Regions from separate parts of the Mus musculus genome. Here regions 1, 2 and 4 are each linked to region 3. The links are chromatin contacts, called in public ChIA-PET, Hi-C and HiChIP or PLAC-seq maps. All regions are on one chromosome and are shown on one strand. Each heading gives the region's core, a stretch centred on a gene start, on an enhancer-like site or on the middle of the called end of the contact. The rest is flanking DNA. Distances are from core to core; before and after follow the strand shown.

Region 1 (2,720 bases), core at 124-2,623, 420 kb after region 3:
TGATTTCTTTCCCAAATACTTTCTGGGAGTTGGGGAACTGTTACACTTCCTGGGTTTTGGAATCCAGCACTTCAAAGCCAAACAAACCACTTCCTTTGTGATTCTACCCAACTGGTAAAGGAATTCTTTTGCTGCGTGGAATACTTACGTGGAATACTGGGATTTTATAAGTGAAGGGTGACATTTGTAGTATTCCTTACCCCGTCTGGTTCCTCATACGCATTAACTCATAATCCTTGGTACCCCTCCCTCACGAACGTCACCCCCATTTAACACAGTAGGAAATAACTGAGACAATCTTTGCCACATTGCAGTTATACCTAAAATACAATTAGTAAATTTAACTGTGTCGAAGACATTAGGTCGTAAGGGGCGAGCCTGGGAAGCGAAGGTTACATTTTGACAGGGTCGGTCCTCCACCCCCCCATATTCTCCCATCCCAGTACGCCTCGCAGCGCGATGTCTCTGCCAGCGAAACTTCGCGGCGTGGCCCCAGACTTGCATTCCTGGGCGATACCCCGAGGGTGGGAACCCCACCAAGGACGCCGGGGAAGGGGGAACCCCGACGGGACTCGGCAGGCAGCGATCGCGTGTGTGTTGTGTGTGCTGAGCCAGCGGCGCACGGGGACAAGCCAGGCGGCTGGGGGGGGGGGGGGGGGAAGGGGCTCACCCCGCCTCGCGGCTGCGTCCTGCGCCCCGCGCCCTGCCCCCAGCCTCTGCTGGCGCTAAACCCCGGAGAGCGGAGCGTGCACGCTGAGCCTCCTCGGCGGGCCCGGCCGCGGCGCTGGGCATGCTCAGTGGGCCGGCCCCGGTAGAGCGGCGAGTAAGGACGCGTGGGCTCCCCAGGCTCTGCCTTTCCCGGGTTCAGGCCCCGGCCCCGGGCTGTGTGTGTGTGTGTTGGGGGGGAGGTGGCACCGATCGCCGCCGCCCTCCGGCTCGCGGCCTCCCGACCCGGGATGGCGCGGGGCCGGTCCCGCTTCCGCCGTTGAGCGCGCGGCACGGCGGGCGGAGGCGCGGGGCGGGGCGGGGCCGGCGGGCGCGCGGCGGGAGGGAGGCCTCGGTGGTGGGGGCGGGGCGGGGCGGGGCGGTGGGGAAGGGCGCGGAGTCACGGGGGTGGGGTCAGCGGGAGGCTCGGCAGGCCGCGCGCGGCGTGGCCGGGGGGCGGCTCGCGGAAGCAGCTCGGGCAGGGGTAGGGGCGGCGGCGGCGGCGGCGACTCCGCGGCCGCGCGGCTAGGGTAAAGCCGCCGTGGGCCCCATCTTCCGGCGGCCGGCGGAGTTTGTGGTGATTGTTGCCGCCCTCCGCCCTGGCTGCCATCTCCTCCTCTTCCTCCTCCTCCTCCTCCTCCTCCTGGGCCGGGCTGGTCCCCTCCCCGCGGCCGCCTCCTCCTGGGCTGGGCCCGCGGCGTCTCGTCCCCTCGCGGAGCCGCCGCCGCCGCCGCCTCCTCATTCATCCTCGTGCACCATAGGCGGCACAGGCACCAAGATGTCCAACCGAGTGGTCTGCCGGGAAGCCAGCCACGCCGGGAGCTGGTACACCGCCTCAGGTAAGGGCGCCAGGCCGCCGGGGTGGTCGAGCTGGGCAGCCGGGGCCCGGCGGGCGGGGACTCGGGCGGCGGGCGGAGGGCGCTGACCGCGTGCCGAGGGATCGGGGCCGGGCCGCGCCGCCTCCCCCACCCGGCGCTCGGGCAGGCGGCCTGGCGCCCGCGGAGTTGGGCGAGGAGTTGCCGGCCGGCCCCGGCCAGGGCGAGCGCGGGCTCCGCGGCTCCGCGGACGGCCTCTGCGGTGGGGAAGGACGAGTTGGCGCGGTCCTCGTTGCCAGAGGCTGGCCGAGGGGACCGCAGTTTTTGCTCCCACCCTTGGGGCACCCAGCGCCCCTGGAAGGAGTGACAGGCAGTACTTTTTCTACCCTATCTCTCGTGTTGCTACTCTTGGTCTCTCTCGCTTGGAAGATCTGTCAGACCTGGGCCTCTCGGGGGGATTTGTCGCTTTGTACGTGGAGATTCGGGCAGAGCTGCTGCCAGGCAGGGGCTCTGGGTGGCCTCCAAGGTCTTTTGTCAGTGTTTGCATTGTTACTGTCATTTAGGGGCAGCTGGAGATGGCATCAGCACTTTTCCTGAGCAACCTCTTTGGTATCCTGTGTTCAGCACCGAGCCGGGGCTGGACGACCTGCCTAGTTTAGCTTACGTTTTGAGAGAATTTTGTCTGCACTGTCTTCAAAAAACCATGTGTAGTTCTTTGGGTGAGAAAGGGTAGGGCCGTTTCCCTCCAGTACAACTCTCTTCACAAGGATTGTTTTCTGAGATTATTTTCAGGGGTCACATTTCTGCTTTGGTAACAAAGAAAAGTTCCTCCGTGATTCCTGTTGGTCTCTAGGCCATCTGTGCTTCTCAGCAACTGGCCCTAACCATATTTCCCTTTGCAAGTACTAGGGTTGGATAGTGACATGATTCTTTTGGGAAAACGGAAAATCTGGAAGGCAGTTTTTTTTTTTTCCCTGAGATTGTTCAACCAGCTGCAGAAGTACATGCATCTTGTTGGTCCACAGCGGATTTGCCCTGCTAAGACACAAAAGAATGACATGGTTGGGTTTGGAACTACTGCTAACAGGTGGCTGTAGTTTTTGCGTTAGATAAGTATGACATTTTATGGTCCTGAAGTACTTCATAGACTTTTAATCAGTTCTCACTACCTGAGAATGTCAGTTCTTGTGCCAGTATATG
Region 2 (2,700 bases), core at 60-2,559, 350 kb before region 3:
CACACTACCACCTGTTCACATAAAAATCAAAGACAGATCGGGGCATGGACCTACAACCTAGCAGTGGCTGATCTGGGGCCACCCTGACAGTTTACATCTGAATAACATCTATAGGGCGCAAGTGTGACAGTGACCTCAGTTATCCTGCAGAATTATGAAGTAGATAAGAATTTAAAGAAAGCTGGGGTTGGGGTGGGGGATAGATCAACCGGAAAAATGCTAGGCTTGCAAGCACAAGAACCTGTATTTGATCCCCGAAGAACACACATTTCTTCTTCTTCATCATCATCATTATCATCATCATCATCATCATCATCTGGATACGGTGACACTCTTTTAATTCCAGCCCTGGGGTGGCAGAAACAGAGAATTCCTGGGGTGCAGTGTGACCAGCCATCCTAGACTACTTATTGAGTTCAGCCCAGTGAAAGGCCCTGTTTATACACGCACACGCACATGTACACGCCTATGGTTCTAACACAGTGCAGCTTCCCCGGGCACATAAAGTGTCCAGACAGCAAGGAAAATTGTGGCATTCTCCTACCAGAAACTTTCTTGGGTTTTGTTTTATTAATTGATCTATTACAATTTTTTTTTCTCCAGAATGTAACAAAAATTATCACCTCGTAGCTGATCCTGAGCTACTATACCTCCACCCACTGGATTTAGTGGTTCAGATTTCAGACACCATATACCTTACAGATGACGCTTTGCTGTGATCTCCACCCCCACCCCCACCCCCCGGCACACAACACAAAGCTATCCTTTTAGACGTCTCATCAGCACTAACATTTTCCTGATGACCCTATAGCCCATCTTTGTCTGATATTTATTTGCAGTGTGTTTGAATCATGACAGAAGTATAACCCAGTTGTTGAGAATAACTAATGAGTTTCTTATTTTTTTATACACTATAATTTCTCTTCCCTTTGCTTTCGTTGTGGGTTGTTTTTTTAATGTGTTTGTTTCTCTACTTGACGGGCACTGTTTTATCAAAATGTCACTCAGTAATCTGTTTTTTCACCAGGCCTTGAACAACAGACTGCCATTACTCTTATCAGATCACATCCTTACTGTGGCCTCTTTTACTGTTGCTGTGTTAAAATTCTCCAACCAAAGTAACTCCAGGGAGTTGTTTTGGTGAGTTCATCTTGGCAGGGAAGGAGAAGGCCCAGAGCTTGAAGCAGTTCGTCACAACACATCTACCGTCAGGACCAGAGAGTAATAATTGCCTGCTACTTCTCAGGTCCCATTCTCCGTTTATACAGACCAGGGTCCCAGCCAGAGATCAGTACCCCTCACAGATGGTGGGTCTTCCCACCTCTACCAGGCACTCAAGGTAAACCACACAGACATGCCCCTGGCCTGTTTCCCAAGTAATTCTACACCCCTCCCAGCTAACAACTAGCTCCAACCACATCACTTTTAAATATATGCCCAAGTCCCTCGCCTTCCTCCCTTCCAGCAGTGCTCCCTAACTTCAGAAGTGCTCCCTTCTTTCGGCAATGCTCCCTACATTTCAGCAGTGCTCCCTTCAACTGCTTGTAAATATGAACTTAATTACCCACTTCTAAGCAGTAAGAGTTTGTGGCATTAAACACTACTGACTACAAAGTTTCTCTGGCTTTCCCTCTGCCCTCCTGGTCTGAGGTCACTCAGAAGTCAGCAGCAGCCATATTGGAGGGCACTGGATACCTCTGTGGAGATCCTGTGTTGGAGTGGAGGCTTCCTATCAGCAACCTTGGCATTGAGTCTTCCTGGCAGTAGAGACCTCAGTATCAGCCAAGCTTTCAGGCGATGGCCACCCCTACTCACCACCTGTCTGCCACATCGGGAGAGACCTAGCCAGAGCTCACAGCTTTAGGCCTACAGAATTCCTGACACATACAATGTCCATCAAGATATGGTTGTTGAACCAGGCTGCTGAGTTACAAAAGATAACTGACACACCAGGCCCTGGAACCATTGCCTGTCTGGAAATGCCCTTCTCAGTTCTGCATGCCCAGGTTCGCTGCCCTTCCCAAGTTCACAGACTGCCTTCTCCAGAGAGCACTCCAGGATTCCACCTTCTCAACATGCCAACAGCTGGAAATAACTGCTTCTCCCTTCAAGTCTCTGAGGAGCTTGGTGGGTATCCTATGAATTCAATGTCAAATTCCCTAAAACCAACTCAGTCAAAGGTAAAAACAAACTGTGCAACAACCCTCTGCCTAATCTAATCTAATAACACACCTGCTCCCACAGGGCCCCCTGCCCATGTCATCTAAACAAAGCAGTTTTATCAAACTAAGCTGTTCTTCAACCTCTCCAGGCACACTCTAGCCTCAAAGCCTCCCCCCAGCCCCTTGTATTAATATTTACAAGGCTCCTGCCCTCTCCTCCCACAGGCCTTTGTTTAACCATCACCCCTAGGGCTTTGTCTAATAACCAACCACCCACACGCACCTCAAACCCTCCCAGCTTTCCCCGGACACTATCTGCAGTTCTATTTTCTCTTTAGCACTAACCACAGCCAACAGATATTGAGCAGCACTGTGCATTTGTCCTCTGCCCTCTGCAGACTGTGAGCTCCCAAAAAAGAGTACATTTGTTCAGGTGCCACCCTTGCTGTAAGGATAAAGTCTCCCTATACAGCTGAACTAAATGAAAACTGTCTGAACCCATGATCAAGACTTAATAAATACTTCAGATAGTGGCTAC
Region 3 (2,762 bases), core at 231-2,730:
CAAAACTCATTTAATCCTGCACCACTCTCCTTTTCCATTCTAGATCTTCTGGGCCAGAGACCTTACAGAGATTGCTTGAGACCAGTTATTTCAACAACTACTAAATACCAGGGCCTCACAGTGTCAAGGTGCTATAAAAGTTGATATTAGCCTATTCATTTATTCATTTATTTATTTGATTACATGAGTGTTTTGCCCAGGTGCATACATATATACTACACATGTACCTAGTGTCCATGGGTTAGAAGAGAGTGTTGGATATCCTAGAACTGGAGTTGTACAGTTGTGAGCCACCAAGTGGATGCTGGGAATTGAACTTGAGTCCTCTGAAATAGCAGTAAGTGCTCTTAACCACGAAGTCACCTCTCCAGCCCCCACCTAGTACGTTTCTCTGTGGAAATTTCAAATAAAATACTACCTTTCAATTTCTTCCAAATCTGTAGAGCAATCCAGGAAATTCACTATCTGCTTCTCCAGGTAGCTGTCAATCTTTTCTTCAGCCATCATTGTTGAATTTAAAATAGTTTGTGTCGTTGAATGGAAGAACAAAGCCTCATAGCTCCCTTCTAACAGCAATTCTAAGAAAACTCCAATATCTGTAATATTAAAAATGAGTCCAGTAAGGCAACAGAATTTCTTAAGTATAAATGATAATCCATTACATAGATACTTTAAGATGCAAAAGATATAAACAGCATACTGGCTGTATACTTTTATTCTACCAACAAATATCATGTCTCCTAGAAGTACAAAACCTACAATGACAGCAAACAATGACAATGATTGATGATGACGATGATGATGATAGGCATACTACCCTTCTTCAGGAAATTCACAAAGATTCCAATTGACACCGGAAAGTTGTCCTTCCTATCGTCAATATTCTCACACACACACACACACACACACACACACACACCGGCCCCAGGAAGCCAATCCAAACACATCTGTTCTCTCATGATTCCCTCACATTTCCCCCAGGCACATGTTGGTCTCAACATTTTTACAACACTGACTTTTTCCTGCTGAACTCTCTTTCACTTGTCAGTTCTACATTAAAAAAAACTCATCTCGTCTCTTTCGGAAACTTCTGTCACATGAGCAGATCGCAGACCATCAAGCGAAACTCCCTCACTCTTGACACCTCCTATGTACCCAGGGCTGGCATCCTTTGTCCTCACAGCTCTGGCACTAACCTAAAGTGCGCAGCGCTCTCACCTGAACCACAGATGCCCTCCTGCTTCCAAACCAGCCGCTCCGCCTCCGTGGAGAAGCCCCTCAGAAGCGCCAGCTCCGGCGTCCACATCATTCCCGGCATCGCTGCACCCGATACAGTGTCCCACTAAGGAGGAGAAAAACGAGAGGAGGAGGGTCCAAAGTCGCCGGCGTCTTGTTACGACGGATAGCGCTCACAAACTTAGACTCCCATGTGAGATTATACATGCATGGAGGCAGCCATGACAGCAACGCAGAGCATCATGGGAAAACAAACCCACGCTGGAGCAGCTTCCTTCTAGACGACCAATCGGAGACTCGGTTGTGAGCATGCGCAGACTGAGTAGTGGAAAAGAGTTGGGTGGGTCGGTCAGCCGGTCGCAGTAACCGGGAGTTGTTGCTAGTGGAGACAGTTGAACGCAATCCTGCTTTGGAACATGCGACTACCTGAGGCAAAGTTAAGTCCTTGGAGGTTAATAACTCGAGCCTTTTCTCCCCAACAGACGGAGCGCAGGCTGTAGAAGTTACTTCTAATGGAGCCCTTGAGCCCCAGGCTAGAACGAACTTCCTCGGCATAGGCTATAATTTGGATGATTCAAAGTGCAAGAAAACCAAACTCGAAGTGTAATCTTAGCACGGAGGAGGATGATGCAGGATAGTTGCAACTTAAAGGCCAGCCTGAGCTTCGCCCTTAGTTCCAAGCTAGCCACCTGGAGAAATGGCTCAACAGAGGACAAAGTTCTATTCCCAGCACCCACAAGGTGGTTCATAATGGCCTGTAACTCCAGAACATCGGTTACCGTCCTCTAGCCTCCCAGGCACAAGACCCATAAATGGTACACAAACATAGCTGCAAGCAAAAAATACTCATAAAATAAAGGCGGCGGTGGTACATGTCTTTAATCCCAGCACTCTGGAGCAAAGGCAGGTGGATCCTTGAGTTCAAGGACAGCCTGGTATACAGAGCTAGTTCCAGGACACCCAAGGCGACAGAGAGAGACCTTGTCTCAGAAAACAAAAACAAAAACAAACTAGAAAAAAAAAAGAATAATTTCTTTAAAAGGGGAGAAAGGTCTGGTTTTGATACTGTCATCACATAAACCTGGCAAGAGCCTGGAAGTTTCTGCAATTCAGTCGATAGAACCCAGAACACTTTGCTGACGTGGAAAAAAACCTGCAAGGAAATATATCCTCCCACAAGTGTGGCAGCTGCTGAGCAGAGAGTTGGCTGTTTGCCTCTTTTTTTTTTTTTTTTAAGAGAATAAATGTTTTCTTTCTCACTCTGCTTCACTGTAGAAAAACAGCCTGTGCAGCCCAAGGTAAAATTAAGACAGTACTAAGGACTGTCCTTCACCTGACATTATACAACACTCCCCTGTGCTCCTGGGCATTTCTAGTGAGAAGGAGGTCTTTTGATCAAGACCCTGGAATAGAGTGGGTGAGTTACAATATTATATGACACAACATTGTTACCTGAAATAAGGAATCCATATAGTCACTGATTTTTTGGTAGGGTCTCACCAAGTAACTTCTGCTGACCTGGGACG
Region 4 (2,700 bases), core at 13-2,512, 340 kb before region 3:
GCAGCTACTCTGGGGTTGACAAAGATAATCCTAAAGTTCTCTCAAAGTTCAGTGACTTTATTTTTAGGAAGTGACCCATGGCCTGAAGCCCCGCCTCCTTTGCTTTTCATCTAAAAGCATAGCCCTTAGTTATATTTAAAGCCTGCCCCAGCCCACACAGCTCACTGTGACTCCCTGCCCCGTGCCTTTCTCTCCAAACAAGTTGCAGCATGTCTGCCACATATGTCCTGGGTGGAAATGTGAGCTGAGCTGTGTCTTCGATGATCTAAGGCAGCAGGTGAGAAGTTGCCCCCTGTGTGGCTTCAGGGCTCTGCCCAGCTGCCCTTTGAAGTTATTCAACACGAAGGAATATCAGAACACGAGAATCGTACGGTGAGTTCACAAGTTGACGACTGAGCTAACTTCTCCTGTACCAAACCCAAATAAATAATGTGATTTCCTTGTAAACAGCTCTGAGTCAGCATACTCCTCAATCCCTAAAGAGAAAAAGACTAGCATCATAACCTCCCAATGACTGACGTAGCCAGTCATAATGAATTCCACATAACTGAATCTTCTAGAAAGATGAATTTCACATTTCAACAAGCACCGAGTCGACTTTATAGAGTTTTCATCGATGTGGAAACCCACTCGAAATACATGAGATTGTGTCCGTGTGTATCACACAGTGTCAGTAGTAGGTCTGCTGGCCTCATCCCCACCTCTCTCTCTGAATCAGACTGGCACATCTCACAGCCTTTCTTGACGTTGAATACCCAACCACACGATTTGCCGTGCAAAGCGACAATTTCACCAAGTAGGTGGCTGAGTAAGTTGCCAGGAATGCAAGTACCCAAGGCCACATGCAGGATCAGAGGTCTCCAAAGCAGAGTTGCTCAGGGCCTCATTCTGGGGTTTGAGGCCTTCGTGTCACTCAGCCTCCCAGTGCTGTGAGCTCTACCCTGAGCTTAGCAGGAACGGAGATTCCATAGGATTTACTCTAACATGGGTAGTTAGCTAACATGGGTAGTTAGCTAACATGGGTAGTTATTTAACATGGGTAGTTAGCTGGGATGAATTTGTCTCTTCTGATGCTACCAATAACTGTCAGGCCAATGAGCTCCAGGGGTCTGGCTTCTGGGTCATCCCCACTCCATTCCCAGAACTGAAATTACAGACCTGGGCCACTGTGCCCAGCTTCTCCACGGATGCTGGGAATCCAAACTTAGCTCCTCATGCTTGCCCAGCAAGGCACTTTACTGATGAGCCATCTCTGCCATCCTGGCAGATGCATTTAGAGAGTGCCTTGGCAGCATGTTTCAGGGATTTCATACCCTCATTTCTAGGCATGTGCCCTAACAATGTAAAAGAAAAATTACTGTGCCCAGACATATGTTCTGCTATCCTCAGCAGGGTTATTCACACCAACAAAAAACTTCACAGGAATCATAAAAGGTTGACCAAATAGGGTTAGTGTAGAGCCACTGAAAATCAAAACTATAAAATGATACACGTTTCTAGAGTGTTCAGAGATTCTAGCATGAGTTAGAATGGTGAAATTTCGCTACTGACTCAGCCACTTCTCAAATACCTCAGAGTTAAACTCATTGCCCAGAGGGACTCTCTGAGTCCTCCCTCACTCAACGAGCATGCTTTGTACAGATGAGCACTTCTAAAACACCACGGCTCTAAAATCCCAAACTGTTAAAGTACCAACATGATAGATACCATAAGGAGAACAGTACATCTGATGCCATATGCTAGCTCAAACCGGAGATACATGAAAAATATCATACAGTACAACTTCCAGGCAATGTATGTAATATATACATCAGGCTTAAGTAAATTCCAACCCAGAAGATACTTCATTCTGTATATGCAGATATAACAAAATCCAGGAGAGAAAAATCCAAATGCAAGCATTTTTGGATCAGGATTGTTTATCCTGAACGTCAACTAGCCAAAAGCCTTCTTTGGGGTCCACTTTTGTGACAAAGGGATGAGTGTCAGTTAGTGACAGGAGCTGAGCTTCAGGCACAGGTGCCTGATTCTAGTAAGGTACAGTGCCAACCTGAAACCCATTCAACTGTACTGTCCAGAAATGTCACCTGCTCTCACGGAGGGCGGGAGTTCTCAATGTGCGAGCTCTGGGGACTGCCGGGTTTGTGAGAATTCTTTGATCAATGAAACAAAGATTAAACCCATCTAAGGTTTTTACTGTTCACATTAGCAGAATAAATTCACTTTGTGCTTTCATGGTAGTAAAATGCCAGGAGGTAGCTGGTAAATGCACATACCTGGCAAATTTGAAGTTCAGCTATGATGTGCACAGAAATCATTTTAGATGATGTCTAATGAAAAGGCAACATGTTTTAATAATCTTTAAGTTTGTTCTAATGTCATACGATCTGCATTCATTGTCTGAACATTGAGCCCCTCTTAAATTCTAGCTTTGAGCCACAAACTTTGGGTAAAAAAGATGAAGGATTATTTTGCAGAAAATCAGAGACTAAGATGTAATTTTTTAAATCAGTACATGGATCTGGAAACTAAGTGATTAAGAGTGCTTGCGGCTCTTGCAGAGGACCCTCACAGAGGCAGCTCACAATTGTCTGCCATTCCAGTTCAGGGGATCCAAGGCCCTCTTCTGGCTTCCACAGGAACCAGCACACACATGACATAACAAAACCCACATATATGAGAGGCCCTTAATTGGGTAGT

What was found. HiChIP or PLAC-seq counts read pairs in DNA pulled down with a chosen protein or histone mark. A called contact is a pair of places that touch in the nucleus more often than the background predicts. ChIA-PET counts read pairs in DNA pulled down with a chosen protein or histone mark.
Region 1: a contact with region 3 is called in an RNA polymerase II ChIA-PET map of memory CD8 T cells, with 12 read pairs. The contact joins the promoter of Memo1 here to the promoter of Ttc27 in region 3. A contact is called at or near these places in 1 of 115 datasets of contacts at active chromatin or transcription factors (memory CD8 T cells) and 2 of 9 other capture datasets (adipose tissue and liver).
Region 2: a contact with region 3 is called in a Hi-C map of uterus, with 2.0 times the contacts expected there. The contact joins the enhancer-like site here to the promoter of Ttc27 in region 3. A contact is called at or near these places in 2 of 39 promoter capture datasets (both in embryonic stem cells), 7 of 484 Hi-C or Micro-C datasets (embryonic fibroblasts, embryonic stem cells, muscle stem cells and 2 more), 1 of 115 datasets of contacts at active chromatin or transcription factors (embryonic stem cells) and 2 of 9 other capture datasets (embryonic stem cells and embryonic tail).
Region 4: a CTCF HiChIP or PLAC-seq map of the NIH/3T3 cell line shows a contact between it and region 3, with 5 read pairs. The contact joins the enhancer-like site here to the promoter of Ttc27 in region 3. A contact is called at or near these places in 1 of 15 datasets of contacts at CTCF or cohesin (the NIH/3T3 cell line), 1 of 484 Hi-C or Micro-C datasets (nephron progenitors), 1 of 115 datasets of contacts at active chromatin or transcription factors (embryonic fibroblasts) and 1 of 9 other capture datasets (embryonic stem cells).

Annotation. Positions count from the first base shown.
Region 1 is chr17:74,293,516-74,296,235 of GRCm38.p6, reverse strand. Memo1 (mediator of cell motility 1) reads left to right here and starts at 1,373. Exons shown (of 9, transcript NM_133771.2): 1 at 1,373-1,544. The coding sequence starts at 1,484.
Region 2 is chr17:75,071,055-75,073,754 of GRCm38.p6, reverse strand. The region is part of intron 3 of Ltbp1 (latent transforming growth factor beta binding protein 1); the gene reads right to left. Among named protein-coding and RNA genes, the nearest start is that of Ltbp1, 67 kb to the right of the region's middle. Within about 2 kb of position 1,309, at least 16 of the 459 cell types and tissues checked have an H3K27ac peak or open chromatin away from gene starts, as enhancers often do. A contact at or near this core is called in muscle stem cells and uterus, where this site is marked.
Region 3 is chr17:74,716,468-74,719,229 of GRCm38.p6, reverse strand. Ttc27 (tetratricopeptide repeat domain 27) reads right to left here and starts at 1,480. Exons shown (of 20, transcript NM_152817.4): 1 at 1,219-1,480; 2 at 419-596. The coding sequence starts at 1,318.
Region 4 is chr17:75,054,328-75,057,027 of GRCm38.p6, reverse strand. All of the region lies in intron 2 of Ltbp1 (latent transforming growth factor beta binding protein 1), which reads right to left. Among named protein-coding and RNA genes, the nearest start is that of Ltbp1, 50 kb to the right of the region's middle. Within about 2 kb of position 1,262, at least 45 of the 459 cell types and tissues checked have an H3K27ac peak or open chromatin away from gene starts, as enhancers often do. A contact at or near this core is called in the NIH/3T3 cell line and embryonic fibroblasts, where this site is marked.